2 separate regions of the Mus musculus genome follow, and region 2 is linked to region 1. The links are chromatin contacts, called in public Micro-C maps. All regions are on one chromosome and are shown on one strand. Each heading gives the region's core, a stretch centred on a gene start, on an enhancer-like site or on the middle of the called end of the contact. The rest is flanking DNA. Distances are from core to core; before and after follow the strand shown.

Region 1 (5,882 bases), core at 620-3,119:
TCAGCTCCTCCTTGTCTCAGAGACACTCCATCCCATTCCCAACACTCCTTGTTTCACAGGAGGATAGCCCAGTGCCTCAAGGACAGTGTCACCCAAGTAGCCTCTATGCAATGACAGGGTCCAAAAGTACAGCCCTCATATTGGGATTAGTGCCCTACGGAAAGGGCTGGAGACTCTTACCTCTTTCCCTCCAGTGAGGACTCAGAGAGACAGAGCTACATCTCAAAGAAGGCCCCAACCAGGACCCTACTTTCCAGCTCAACCTTCAACTTCCAGTTGCCAGAACTGGAGGTAGCAAATGTCTGGTGCTTATGGGGCCTCCTGGCTGTGGATATTGGCTATGGCCACTGATATTGATCTTTGGTCTCCCTCAGCCCTGCCCAGCCTTCTTCAGCCTTCCTCAGCCCCACTCATTTCCCTTTAGCTCTGCCCTCATCCTTCAGTACTCCCTCTCCTCAGCCCCACCCACTTTCCCTTAGTCCTGCCCCTCATCCCTCAGTGCCCTCTCTGCTCAGCCCCACCCACTCTCTTCTGGCACTACCTTGCAGCGGCCATTGCCTTAGAACCTCCACCTCCAGCTAGTGTGTCTTCCTGGGAAGCACTCTTGAGTCCTGTAAAAGGTAGGCTAGGAGACCTAACATCCACTGAACCCCCTGGGGCACAGACACCTACAGAGAACTCTTACAGGTTCTGCCCACTGTCTGTTCTTGTTTCAGAGATTCACCACATGGGCCAGGAATCGAAGAGCTCCAGGTCTATCTCAGCCACCAGAAATCAGGATATCCCTGAAGCAAGCATACTTTATTAAAAAGATATATTTATTTTTATTTTATGCACGTTCATGTTACACTTGTATGTGTATTGCATGTGAGCCTGATGCCCGACAAGGCCAGAAGAAGTCGTCAGAGCTCCTGGAATTGGAGTTACAGGTGGTGGTGAGCCACCATGTGCGTGACAGGAATAAAGCACTGGGCTTCGGGAAGGGCAGCCAGTGCTCTTAACCCCTGAGCCATCTCTCAGCCCCCAAACCTGGTTTTCATTTGGGCATTTTGACCCCAGCTCACTAATGTCTGCCAAATCTTGCAGCTTTTCAGTTGCACAAGAACAACGTCTTATAAAACCTTTGTACAGCTTTTCTAAAACTTTAAAAGAAAAAAACAGAACAAAAAACTCTGGCCTCCTCGTTCCCTTCAGGCACAAATCCTAAAGGATGCAAAAAAGCAAGCCAAAAACAAACAAACAAACAACCAAACAACAAGAGAACCCCATAACAACAGCAACAGACTTCTTGGTTGAAAGTCAGGCCTTGGGTGGGGGGTGATCAATTTCAGGTGAGGCCAGGACTGCCCCAGAACCAGCTACAGGGATCTGGGCGTCAGAGGGGAAGCAGCTGAGACACATGGGAAAACCTACGCTATGGGATGCTGGAGATTGCACGCAGCCTAAGTGACCAAGACAAGACCCCAGAAAGTCCCCTCCTGCTCATTTGTCTGTCAGCAAGTCTTGATTGTGAATCACAAATTTTGTCCATCCTTCACTCTGGGATGGAAGGACTTGGTGATTTTTAGCCAGGCAGGCGGTGGACAGTTCCTTTCCTTAGCCCTCTGCACATTGGGTGGCTTTCCATCTGCCCCCTGTCACCCCACACCTCAGGATCTTTATTTGTAGACTTGTTCACAGAGCAGTTGTGCTGAGTTAAAATTCAGTTTTCAGAAAGGCTGCCTAGACGCCCGATGGGAGTGTCATTTATTAACATGTGAATGGCCCCTGTCGCTGGGAAATAAAAAGAAATTTGACCTTGCCAGTACAGCCTGGCCCCTTCTCCCCACCCCAAGGAAAGCCTTCCTTAACCGTCTGGGCCTAGCGCTTTTTATGATGCAGATTTGGAAGGGAGGACACAAAGAGAGGGTCGGCCGGGACAGAGGACACAAAGAGAGGTGGCCGGTTTGCAGGAGGAGGGGGGTAGCGAGGGTGGGAGGCGAGGGAGAAGTGGAGTGGGGTGGGGGACTGACAACACCTCTCTTGTGGCTGGGGCTCTGCTTTGGTGTGGAGAAAGAAATATGGAGGAAGGGCGGCAGGAACTGGGAACAAAGTCTGGGGTGTGCATCCACCTCTGTCACAAAGAATCCTGAGTGAGAGAGGGGTGGGGTTGGGGAGGCGGGGATCGAGGAGGGCTTCGTGCCTGTGCCGGGAGTTCACTGCAGGCTCTAAGCAGGAGGCCAGGTGTGTGTGTGAGCCTTGTTGGGCTCAGTCTGCCATTTCTCGGCCTGCCAGCAGGGCGGGTTCCAGCTCTTTCCTTGGTTCCTGGTTGCTCTGCCAGTCGGTTCAGGCCCGTGGGGTTCCCTGCCCCACACTCACTCTAAAACCTCCTCCCGGAGATCGCCCATGGTTCCTCGGGCACCGAGGCTGCTTGTGCGCACAGAATGATGGCTGGGGCAGGGACTATATTTGCTCCTTGGGAAGAAAAGCTAGACCTGCTGTGGGAAGGTTCCACACATAGTAAGCCAAGCATGGGGCTGAGTGCAGAGAAGGCCAAGGCCCCTTCCCAGGAGAAGCTGTCCAAGCGAAGACCTGCCAGCCGAGTCCACGGGGCAAGAATATATTGTCCACTGGCAAAGGAATACGTGGGAAGGGAGATGGTGCAAACATTTTCAGCATGTGCAAAGGCCCCGGGGCAAGAAAATGTGTATCCTGTAGCTAAAGACTCCAGTATGGCTGAGCTGTTGTGTATGGAGCCCCATGTAGAGGGAACGCTGGTTTTCTACTGTAGGATCTTGTTTGATGCTTGGCTTTTGACAGCTACTACAGGGAGCACTGAAGCCCAGAGGGCCTCTCGTTTCTTCCTCTGTCAAGGTGCGTGCGTTCGTGCGTGTACTCTGGGACACTGAGGCAGGATCCCTTCTTTGTCACAAGACCCCCTTTGCCCTTCACCCCCGACTTTGCCCCAGCGCTTGACCATGAAGCCGGGTGGCACAGCCGGCTGCCTGTGCCTGCTTGAGGACCTGTGGTTGCAGAAACAGCTGGAGGGAAATCAATTTGTTCTTTGCTACAGTCAGACATGAACCAATTAGAGCTGCCCCATGGGGCCTCTGTGCTCAGGGAGAGAGAACAAGCCCGGGCCTGTTAATCCCTGCTCCCACCTTCTACCAGCCAGCAAAGTGAAGGGTGCAGCTGGAGGAGGGCCAAGCCTGCTCCCTCCTCACCGCTCCCCTGGATCTGTGGTTGACCTTTGACCTTCCACTCCATGCCCAGCGTCTGGGTGATTTCAGAGGTGCCTTGGGGCTATGCAGAAGTGGTGGCCCGAAGAGCACCCACCTCAAACCCCCAACACCAGGACTGGCCTCCGTTCTCAGAGCATCCATCCAACCCACCAACTCCACCCATACTGGACAGAAGAGGTGCAGTGCACAATGTAACGGATTTCGTGTCTCTCTTTGTGCCACAGAGAGGCCCAGGGAGGGGCACACGCATCAAGCATGTTGAGGAGGCTCAGCCAGGAGCGTTCAGGGTTAAAAAAGACCTCCTCAGCAGGATGCATTTGGGGTTGGGGGCAGGAGCTGAGATGTCCCTCTTCGAGGCTCCCTCATGCCAGCCCTATCAATGTCTGTGAGAACTGGAGTGTGCCAGCTTCCTGCCTCCTTGTTGTCCAATGTCCAATGGGAACTTGTGAGAGTCCGCTGTCAAGACAGTTCTTCCTCTGGCCACTCACCATGGTTTTCTGCCCCTGCTAACCTCATCCCTACAAGCTGTATCTATGTCCCTAGCCAGCGCTAGCCCACCCTATGGCTCCAGGCTGTCGGAAGTCTCTGGATATGAGCCTCCCCTGTGAGGCCCCCTTGGGGGCTCTGAGCTTGTTTTCCAGGAAACAGCACGCGCAGGCCAGAGCAGTTCCTGCTGCTTCCTGGAACTGGCCTTCTAAGAACTGGATGGGGGGGGGGGACTTGGGGTGGGCAGCTACAGAGGGGCTCTCTGCTTCCTCCAGGTAGTGTGCAGGTATGTGTAGAGAGTGGCCTCTGCTGTCAGGCAGCAGGGGATACCCTCCCAGCTCTGCCACAGGCCCTTCTCAGCACACCCCTAGCCTGAGTTTTTGGGGTTGGGGGTGTGACCATGGGGTAGGGCATCTGTTACTGAGCTCAGCTGTCTCCTGTTGGAGCCACTTCATAAGCGCCTCCTGCTGGTCAAGTAAGCCCTTGGGCAGATCCCGGTACTGGGTTTCATCTCGGTTTAGAGGGAAGATGTCATGTACGTCATAAGTCACCTGTGTGTGAGGTACCAGGTGTGCTAGCTAACTGACACCCTGGTGTCAAAGGGGATTGTGAGCTCCGTGCAAAAGGTCGCCTGGTGCCTGCAGGAGAGAGCTGATGTGATGATGGCTTTGTGAGGGCAGGAAGGCACACAGCTGGGACAACAGAAGAAAGCCTGGGGCCTCTGGAGACCTGAGGCTGGAGGTCATCAGGGGTCCTGGAAGAGTCACTGTGGAGGTCAAAGTGGGAATCCGAGAGGCTGTGAAGGAAGATATCAGTGCACAGTGGGGATGCTCAAGCTTGGGCATTGTGCCTGAAGAAGGTTATAGGGGAAGGCCAAGCCTAGCCTGACCCAGAGAGGTGGTTGCAGGCAGACTGCAGCTCGAGCAGGGACAGGGCGTGGGATCTGAGGACCAGGGCTTTGGGGTGCACACAGCTGCTGCATGCCCTGCTGAGCAGCGGGGTCTTAGGCTGGATTCCAACTCCTCCCTGCTCTGGGGAGCAGCTGCAAACCTCAAAGTCCACAGCAAGGGTGGGGAGATGGCCTTGGCCCAGAACCTGTGCTCAGAACTCACAGCTTGGAGCACAGGGAAGGGGACCTGTCAGCGTGAGGCCTGACTTTCTAGTAATCTCTGTCAAAAGAGAAACGACAATAGAGTGAGGCCGTTCTAGGCGAAGCGCACAAAGACACCCAGGGACACACGTACTAGGGAGCACCACTGGGAGACGCAAGTGCACACATTACAGAGGTTGTGGGCGTGTAGGCACTTGGGCTGATCCTGGTACAAGATGCAACACACGTTCACCAGCATACATGTGCATGCGGAGATATGACAAGTCAATCACACTCAGACACATGACCCTAGCTGCTAGGAGACTATCCCTGGCCCTGACATCCCAGGGCCTAGGTGTGGAAGACAGGAGGACTCCTCACCCTCCACAGCCGCCTCCCGCTATAGGAGAAGCAAGAAGAAATAAGGACAGTCGCAGGCACTGAGAGAGACTTGCTTCCAAAAGAGGCTGTGAAATGGGTCTGAGGAGTGAGCACCCTCTGCGGTGCAGCCTGCCACAGCGCCAACTCTGTGGAAGAGGAGGAGTAGGAGTTGGAGAGCGGAATGAGCGTCAGCTGGGACCCACTTGCCTGCCTGCCTGCCTGCCTAGCTGGACCCAGATAAGGATGAGGCCTGTGGGGAACCTCACAGGCAAGAGGGCCTCTCCAGAGCACAGCCAATGTGCGAAGTTTGAGGGCCCTGAGTATCTCTTCAGGGTTGGCTCTGAGAAAGGTGATAACGATGTCGAGTTCAGGAAGGCGTTCTCCAGAGGCCACAGTGTGGGGAGACCAGAGCCTTGGACAGCCTCCATGAGCCTGTGGGTGGTAAGCATCTGTATGCCAGGCCTGGATACTCACTCACACAGGGCTTCCTGCCTCCTGCTCCCTGGACTTCTGGGCCTTCCCTGAAGTGGCAGTCCCCATCCTTTTCCAGCCTCCTTCCACCTTCTCCGCAGGGGTCCCGAGCACAGCCCCTCACCTCCACAGAGGTGGCTTGGCCAGGCCTTGGAATACTTCCCACCCCAGGGGCCTGCCATACATACTTCAGTTTCTCCCAGCTGCTGCAGACAGACCCAGTGGGCCCAGCC
Region 2 (6,655 bases), core at 1,385-3,884, 750 kb after region 1:
TTCAGTAAAACTGGAAGACCCTGGAAAAGAAGGATGAGAGAGACTGGAGTGTATGTGAGTGGGGTCCAAAACTAGGGTGTGGGTGTAAGAGAGAATGGGTAGGAGCTTCCATCCCAACTGTTAGCACTTTGGGCTCTGTCCCAGTTACCTGGCAAGAAACAGGTGTGGCTGATTCACTATGAAGGGGCTGCTGGCCCTTTCTGCTCTCTCTTGCCTGCTTGCTCTCCTCTCTCCATTCCCCTCCCCCCTCTCTCCATGTGCTCATGGCTGGCTTCTACTACTCTACTCTCTCTGACTTTCTCTCAACTCCCCTCCCCCATGCCTTAAATAAACTCTATTCTATACTTTGCCTTCTTGTGTCTGGTCCGTCAGGGGGAAGGGATGCCTTGGCATGGGCCCGCAGAGGCACCCCCTTCCCCAATACCTGACCTCACAGCCACTAAACATAGTCCTTCCCTCTCTTTATAAAGCACAACACTAACCTGTCTCTTTCACTCCCAAACCACCCCCTTGCAGAAGTCCAGTTTGTAATCTGCTAGTGCTAATCTGGAGTCAGGGATGGGACAGGACTCAGGGGAGTCTGAGCCCCACACAAGCACATTGTCTGGCCTGGAGTAGCACCCTTAGCTCTGAGAGGGTGGGACAAACCAGAAAGAGGTGAACATCCCGTGTGAGGAGCTTTGTCAGGGTCTCAGTCCTGTCAGACCAAAGGTCGTGTGTGTGTGTGTGTGTGTGTGTGTGTGTGTGTGTGTGTGAGAGAGAGAGAGAGAGAGAGAGAGAGAGAGAGCAGAGAAGTAGAAGCAGGCCATGAGCACATGGCGAGAGAGGGGGGAGGAGAACGGGGAGGGGCAAGAGGACAGCAGGAGAGAGAGAGAGAGAGAGAGAGAGAGAGAGAGAGAGAGAGAGAGAGAGAGAGAGCTAGAGCTTCCTTCCCTGGAGCACTGTGGTTTTCTTAAACCTGCTGAGTCACCTGACTCCAGGCCTCCCTCTACCACACCTGAGGGCTGCCTCAGATTGTCCTTGGAACACTCTTTCCCCCATGCTCAGGAGCTACTTAGATAGAACTCAAGCTTTCAGGTGCCATGCCAGGCCCTACTTAGCTGGCTTTTGCTGGACTGATTCGTGCCTTTCTCAGCTGCCATTTTAAGGAGTGGGGAACCCTCAGGGCATGCAGGACACTATGCCCTTACTTTCTATCTAGGCTGTCAGCCCCAGGGCCCCTTTAGCCAGCTCCTCTCTCCTGTTCCCTGTCTGGGACCCAGTTCACACAGTCACTGGCTGGGGAGACCCCCCTCCTATATCCAGCCCCATGGCATACATTATCTGCAGGTCTGTCACCAGGCCATGACAGCACTGTCCACAGAGGAGTGCCCAGCTCCCGACAGCTGGGGCAGCTTTCTCAGTCATAAGAAGATCATGGCAACCTTATCAGGAATACAAAGGCTAGATTTGCTCAGCTGGAAAAGACATGTTTAATGCATGTGAGGCACTAGTTTCCAGCACCACACACACACACACACACACACACACACACACACACACACACACGCAAATGCACGTCGAGCAAAGAAACTGATTCAGGGAGGGGAAGGATAGTCTACAAGGGCGATGGCTGCTGCTTGGCTTTCTGGTTTGTTCCAGCCTCTTTCTTCCTCCCGAGTTCCATTTTCTCACCCTTAAGCAGCCTCTACGGCAGGGCGGACCTCTTAACGTCTACTGTTCTTGCGGAGGTGGAACCTGGAAGAATGGAGCCTGAAATGAGGAGGTCTAAAGTCTCAGAGCTTTGGGCAGTTTACATCCGAAGGTTCGGAAGAATCACCGGAGTGAGGGGTTCAATCACAAGGACAGCTACACGTGGCAAAGCCCACATTTCTTTCCCACAGAAACATACAAACAAAAACCAACTGCCTCGTAAATAATCTGAGGTGAACTCACTCTTACCCGCTACACCAGGGAGGGCACACAAGCACCTTCTAAGAACAATTCCCTGGGTTAGAGAAACTGAGGTCATAGGAATTCTTGTTGTTTTGTTTTCTTGGAATTTTCTGCCCCAGCCCTCACATGACTCTGGGTCCTTGTCCCGACCTTGTACTTTGCATAAGGACACTTCAGGGCTATTCCACATTTTACCATCCCTGCCTTTATGTAAATTACAACGGTAGCCCTAGGGCCTGACCTCTCCACCCTGAAAGGTTCCCTTTGAGCCTGGAACCTTTTTTTTTAAAGACACTTTATTGAGCTCAGATCCCTCTATGTGCTTCCTCCAGAGTTCTAAGCTCATCCAGCTAAACTGAAATTACAGATTATTATCTCTTTATCCTTATTGGACCATCTCCAGACCCAGCCCAGGGCAGTCAAAATCATACAGAAAGAATTAGTGTATAGCTAGAGCCCTTCATTCCTAAGGGGCTGCACGGGTGTTTAGCGCCACCTGCTGGTCAGCTGCTGGAGGCCTTCCAATAGGAACAACTGAGCTCCCATGGGAGTTGACTTTCACCGCAGTCTTCACTCAAGAATTCAAGGCAAAGCTTCTGGTACTTCGCGGAGCAAGGATGAGGTGGTGTTCCTGTGTGTAAGACAGCCTGGAATCACCAATAATCTTCCTGACTCAGCCAGGACCACAGACCCCCTGCTGCAAAGTTCCGAGAGCAGCAGGCCTGGGTGCATTCCGTAGTGCAGGCCTATCATCCCAGCAATGCAGGAAGCTGACTCAGACTGAAATGACAAGTTGAAAACCTGCCAGGATGACAAAGAGAGTTCAAGGCAGTGTGTGACTTTCCGACCTCCTACATACTAAGAAGTAATTCGCTCTTGAGCTGTAGTCTTGTGGTGCCAGGGAAATGTTAGTGATCCCCCCAAACACAGACAGGAGCCAATCTGATGCAACTCATAGCAGGGCCTTTACTCAAGCTAGCTCAGGCCACCCAACACACCGCTGTCACACAGGACAGTTTTGGTGGGGGATGGGATGAGATCCCCGAATGCCTATCTAAAGTGTTCAATCACAAGGACAAGCTTACATGTGACAAAACCCACGTTTTCCTGTGGAGAAATACAAACAAAAAACAACAGCCAGTTGTTGTAAATAATTGGAGGTAAACTCACTCCCATCCACTACACCTAGGAGGCAGGGCTCTCTAGGAAGCAGCGAGCAGGGAGCAGGGATGGAGTACGTGTGCATGCATCTGATTGGCAAGCTCCTGTGGTCTTTAACATAACTGGCTGGTGCTGGGAGTCGGATCATAACTTAACTTCTGCTGTCCTCTGCATTGGTGGTCGTTAGGCAGGGGGTGGGCTTGTAACCCAGGGGTGCAGGTTTGTTGAGGAAATAACCTGGAGACACTGGTCTTATTGAGGGTGTAACCTGGAAACGCTGGTCTTGTTGGCGATTAGCCTAGAGACCGGAGCTAGGCTCGGGTCTTGTTGAGGGGTAGCTTGGAAACTAATGCTAGGTACTGGCCTGTTAGTTTACCTGAATTCAAACTTAGGGTCAGGGTCTCCAAAATGGAATGTGAATTTAAAAGATGTGGCATCCCAGTCTTTCGTCTTCTTTTTATTTCCAGTACTTGTTTGTGAGGTGTTGGGTCGGATGGACCTGAGGATGCCAGTCAAGTCCTCCCTCCGCCACTGAGCTGCATTCCTGGGCCCCATTCTTTTTACTGTTGAGGCAGGCTTTTGCTTAGATGCCCAACTTGTCTGGAACTTTCCATAACCAAGACAGGTCATGAAACTTTAATTTTCCTGCCCCAAAAGCCCGAGTAGAGTAATTTGGGAGATTTAAGTTGTAGTTTAAAACAAAACAAAACAAAACAAAACAAAACAAAACAAAACAGGTCTCTTCTTTTCCTGAGAATCACAGGGTCTTGACAATGACCTCGTTTTGCCTGCCCACCTGGGCAATTCTGTGCGCAGTAGCTGTGAATTCGTGTGTAGACACCAGCAAGCTCAACACATTAGTGACAGAAGTACCAGACATCTGCACTGTATCCTGAAGACCTGGGCTGGCATCCCAACTGCCATACCTTGTTTCCTCCGGGTCCCCTCCGATAGCAAAGCTATCTGCTTCTGCGACATATCCCGGACTCCATTTCACGATGAGGAACAAGTGTGGTCTTTGAACCAAGCCACTGAAACAGGATGGGTTTTCTCAGAAGGAACTCAGCTCACTAGGTCAGGCAGTGCAGCCTGTGGAAGGGAAGGAATTCCAACAAGGCACTCATGGGCAGTGGCTGGCTGTGGGTCACACAATGGGGAAAGGGATGGCAAGGACAGAGGCTGAGAGCTGTTTGAGGGCTCAAGAGAGACTGAGTGAGGCGTGAGTGACCAGCTGTGGAAGTGACGGGAGGGAGTGTAGTGACGGGAGGGAGGGGAACCTTCCCTGTCCTAAGGGGTTTCCTGATGCTGGAACTGAGGGCAGGCCTCACTCACTTCTCAGCCTGAGTAGTTCTAATGTTGTAGGACACATGTTGCCTTGCTTCTGTTATAGGGATACTCATTTCACAATATGTTGGAGTTCAGTGCCGGTAGTGAGGCAGTGGAGGAGACAGGCAGCCTGGAGAATGGAGTCTCTCTCCCACCAGCTTGGTGGACGGCTGCTGAGCTATCCACCTTTCCTGTGGTGTCAGTATTTTTGATCCTTAGGGTGTACCAAAACCCTGTTGTGTTAACTCATGTGGGGCAAACAATTTTGGACTCAGCCCCCTCCCCCATACCCCCTCCCCCACACCTCTGTAACAGGTCCCAGACCTTAGCACAACCGACTCCATGATGGAAGTATCATTCAGGCTGTAAAACTCAGCACATAGACAGCTCCACCTGCCAATATGGAAACAAAGACACAATCTATCAAAGTTCTGGGAAAATCTCCGAATGTACCACCTTGCTTTTTGTCTTCTGTAGTTCCACTTCTGGCTAACTGGTCCTGCTGACTGAAGTGTGACAACCCAGAATATAGTTCTTGTGCTTAGGGCTGAAGAGATGGCTCGGTGGTTAAGAGCACTGACTGCTCTTCTGAAGGTCCTGAGTTCAAATCCCAGCAACCACATGGAGGCTCACAACCATCCGTAATGAGATCTGATGCCCTTTTCTGGAGTGTCTGAAGACAGATACAGTGTACTTAGATATAATAATAAGTAAATCTTTTTTAAAAAAAATTCTTGTGCTTAAAAGCTCACCCTGAATAAGGCTCAGTGCTACACTGGGATTCCATATCCCCAGTGTAGTAGCCAGCCAGCTAATAAAGACTTTCTATTTTGGCTTAAACCCCTGTCTGAACCCTTCTCTGGTGTAGTTAGTTACCCAATTCAGAGTATTGGGCAACCTGTCCCAACACTTCAACTATCCCCTGACATGAACAGCACCAGACAGGAATAAGACCACTCAGGCAGGGTTGCTTCCCTTTAAATTTTTTTTGTTTGTTTTTTTAGAATTTTAAAAACGTTTATTTTCATTTTATGTGTATTGGCATTTGCCTAAATGTATGTCTGTGCATCGTTTGCATTCAGCGCAGGATTTACAACCAAATGTGAGCCACCATGTGCATGCTGGGAATTGAACTCAGGTCCTCTGAAAAAGTAGCTAATGCTCTTAAACAATGAACTATGCTCTCTCCAGGCCGTTGCTTTCCCTTCGGATTCAGGGTTAATGAGGATGTCAGCCTGGAGCTGTGCACAGCACATTGTGTGTGTGTGTGTGTGTGTGTGTGTGTGTGTGTGTGTGTGTGTGTGTGTGTGTGTGTGTGTAGGAAACCACCAGGGAGTGAAAATGGGGACAAGAGACAGACAGTGACAGGCAACGAGGATCTGGAGGCAGAGCTCTCTCTCCTGTCTGCAGTTTGGTCGTAGGCTGATAATTGCTTTCTCATTTAGGCTAATGAGAGTCAGGCTCCTGCTGCTGTAACCAGAGGCGTTCTGAGCGTAAACATCCTTCAGCATTCCTGGGAATTAGTCGGCAGCGGTAACCGCAAAAGAATAATTACTTTTCTTTCATAAGTAGAGCTCTGTGTCTTACACATTGAGGAGAGGGGGCCTTATCTGTTATTGAGGCAGGACTCCTGGGTCATATAAAAACAGAACCTACTTAACACGCATTAAGTGCCGTTTCGACTCAGTGGCAGGCACTCTGGTTGTCTAGTCCGTCTTTCCTAACAGCGTCTCCCCTGACAGTCCCCTCACGAGCGCCGCCAGGCTGAACGTCAATCTTGCTTCCCCAGCCGAAGCTAGAGGGGTCATGTGACTCTGTCCCAGGCAACAGGACGCAAACAGGAACTGGATACTTGTTATCCCGGAGGGGAGAGAAGGGGCATGTTTGAATGAATTTTTAAGTTCCCTTAAGATCTTTCTATATTTATTTGTGGTTTGGTGGTTTGCGCTCATGCCATAGCGTGAGTGTGAAGGTCAGAGGATAATGGGAAGTAGTCGGTCTCTTGTCACGTGGGTCCTGAGAGATGAACTCAGGCGACCAGGATCCCGGGCAAGGGCATTCACCTGCTGAGCCAGCTAGCCAGTCCACCTCACACAACGTTCGGAATACAGTAGAGATAGAAAGATAAGAGAAGGCTGGGTGTGATAAGGCACACCTGCAATCCTAGGGGCCGGGAGGAGCAGGAGTTCAAGGTCAACCTTGGGGGAAAAAAGAAAAGAAAAAAAAAACAAAC

The links. A called contact is a pair of places that touch in the nucleus more often than the background predicts.
Region 2: a contact with region 1 is called in a Micro-C map of embryonic stem cells, with 3 times the contacts expected there. The contact joins two enhancer-like sites. A contact is called at or near these places in 1 of 484 Hi-C or Micro-C datasets (embryonic stem cells) and 4 of 115 datasets of contacts at active chromatin or transcription factors (embryonic stem cells and pancreatic cancer cells).

What each region holds. Positions count from the first base shown.
Region 1 is chr12:109,946,647-109,952,528 of GRCm38.p6, forward strand. It overlaps Gm34554 (a long non-coding RNA gene), which reads left to right. Exons shown (of 3, transcript XR_381936.1): 3 at 717-832. Among named protein-coding and RNA genes, the nearest start is that of Gm34554, 28 kb to the left of the region's middle. RefSeq lists an enhancer at 1-3,648. Within about 2 kb of position 1,870, at least 54 of the 459 cell types and tissues checked have an H3K27ac peak or open chromatin away from gene starts, as enhancers often do. A contact at or near this core is called in embryonic stem cells, where this site is marked.
Region 2 is chr12:110,700,682-110,707,336 of GRCm38.p6, forward strand. No RefSeq gene overlaps it. Among named protein-coding and RNA genes, the nearest start is that of Hsp90aa1, 7.6 kb to the left of the region's middle. Within about 2 kb of position 2,635, at least 128 of the 459 cell types and tissues checked have an H3K27ac peak or open chromatin away from gene starts, as enhancers often do. A contact at or near this core is called in embryonic stem cells, where this site is marked.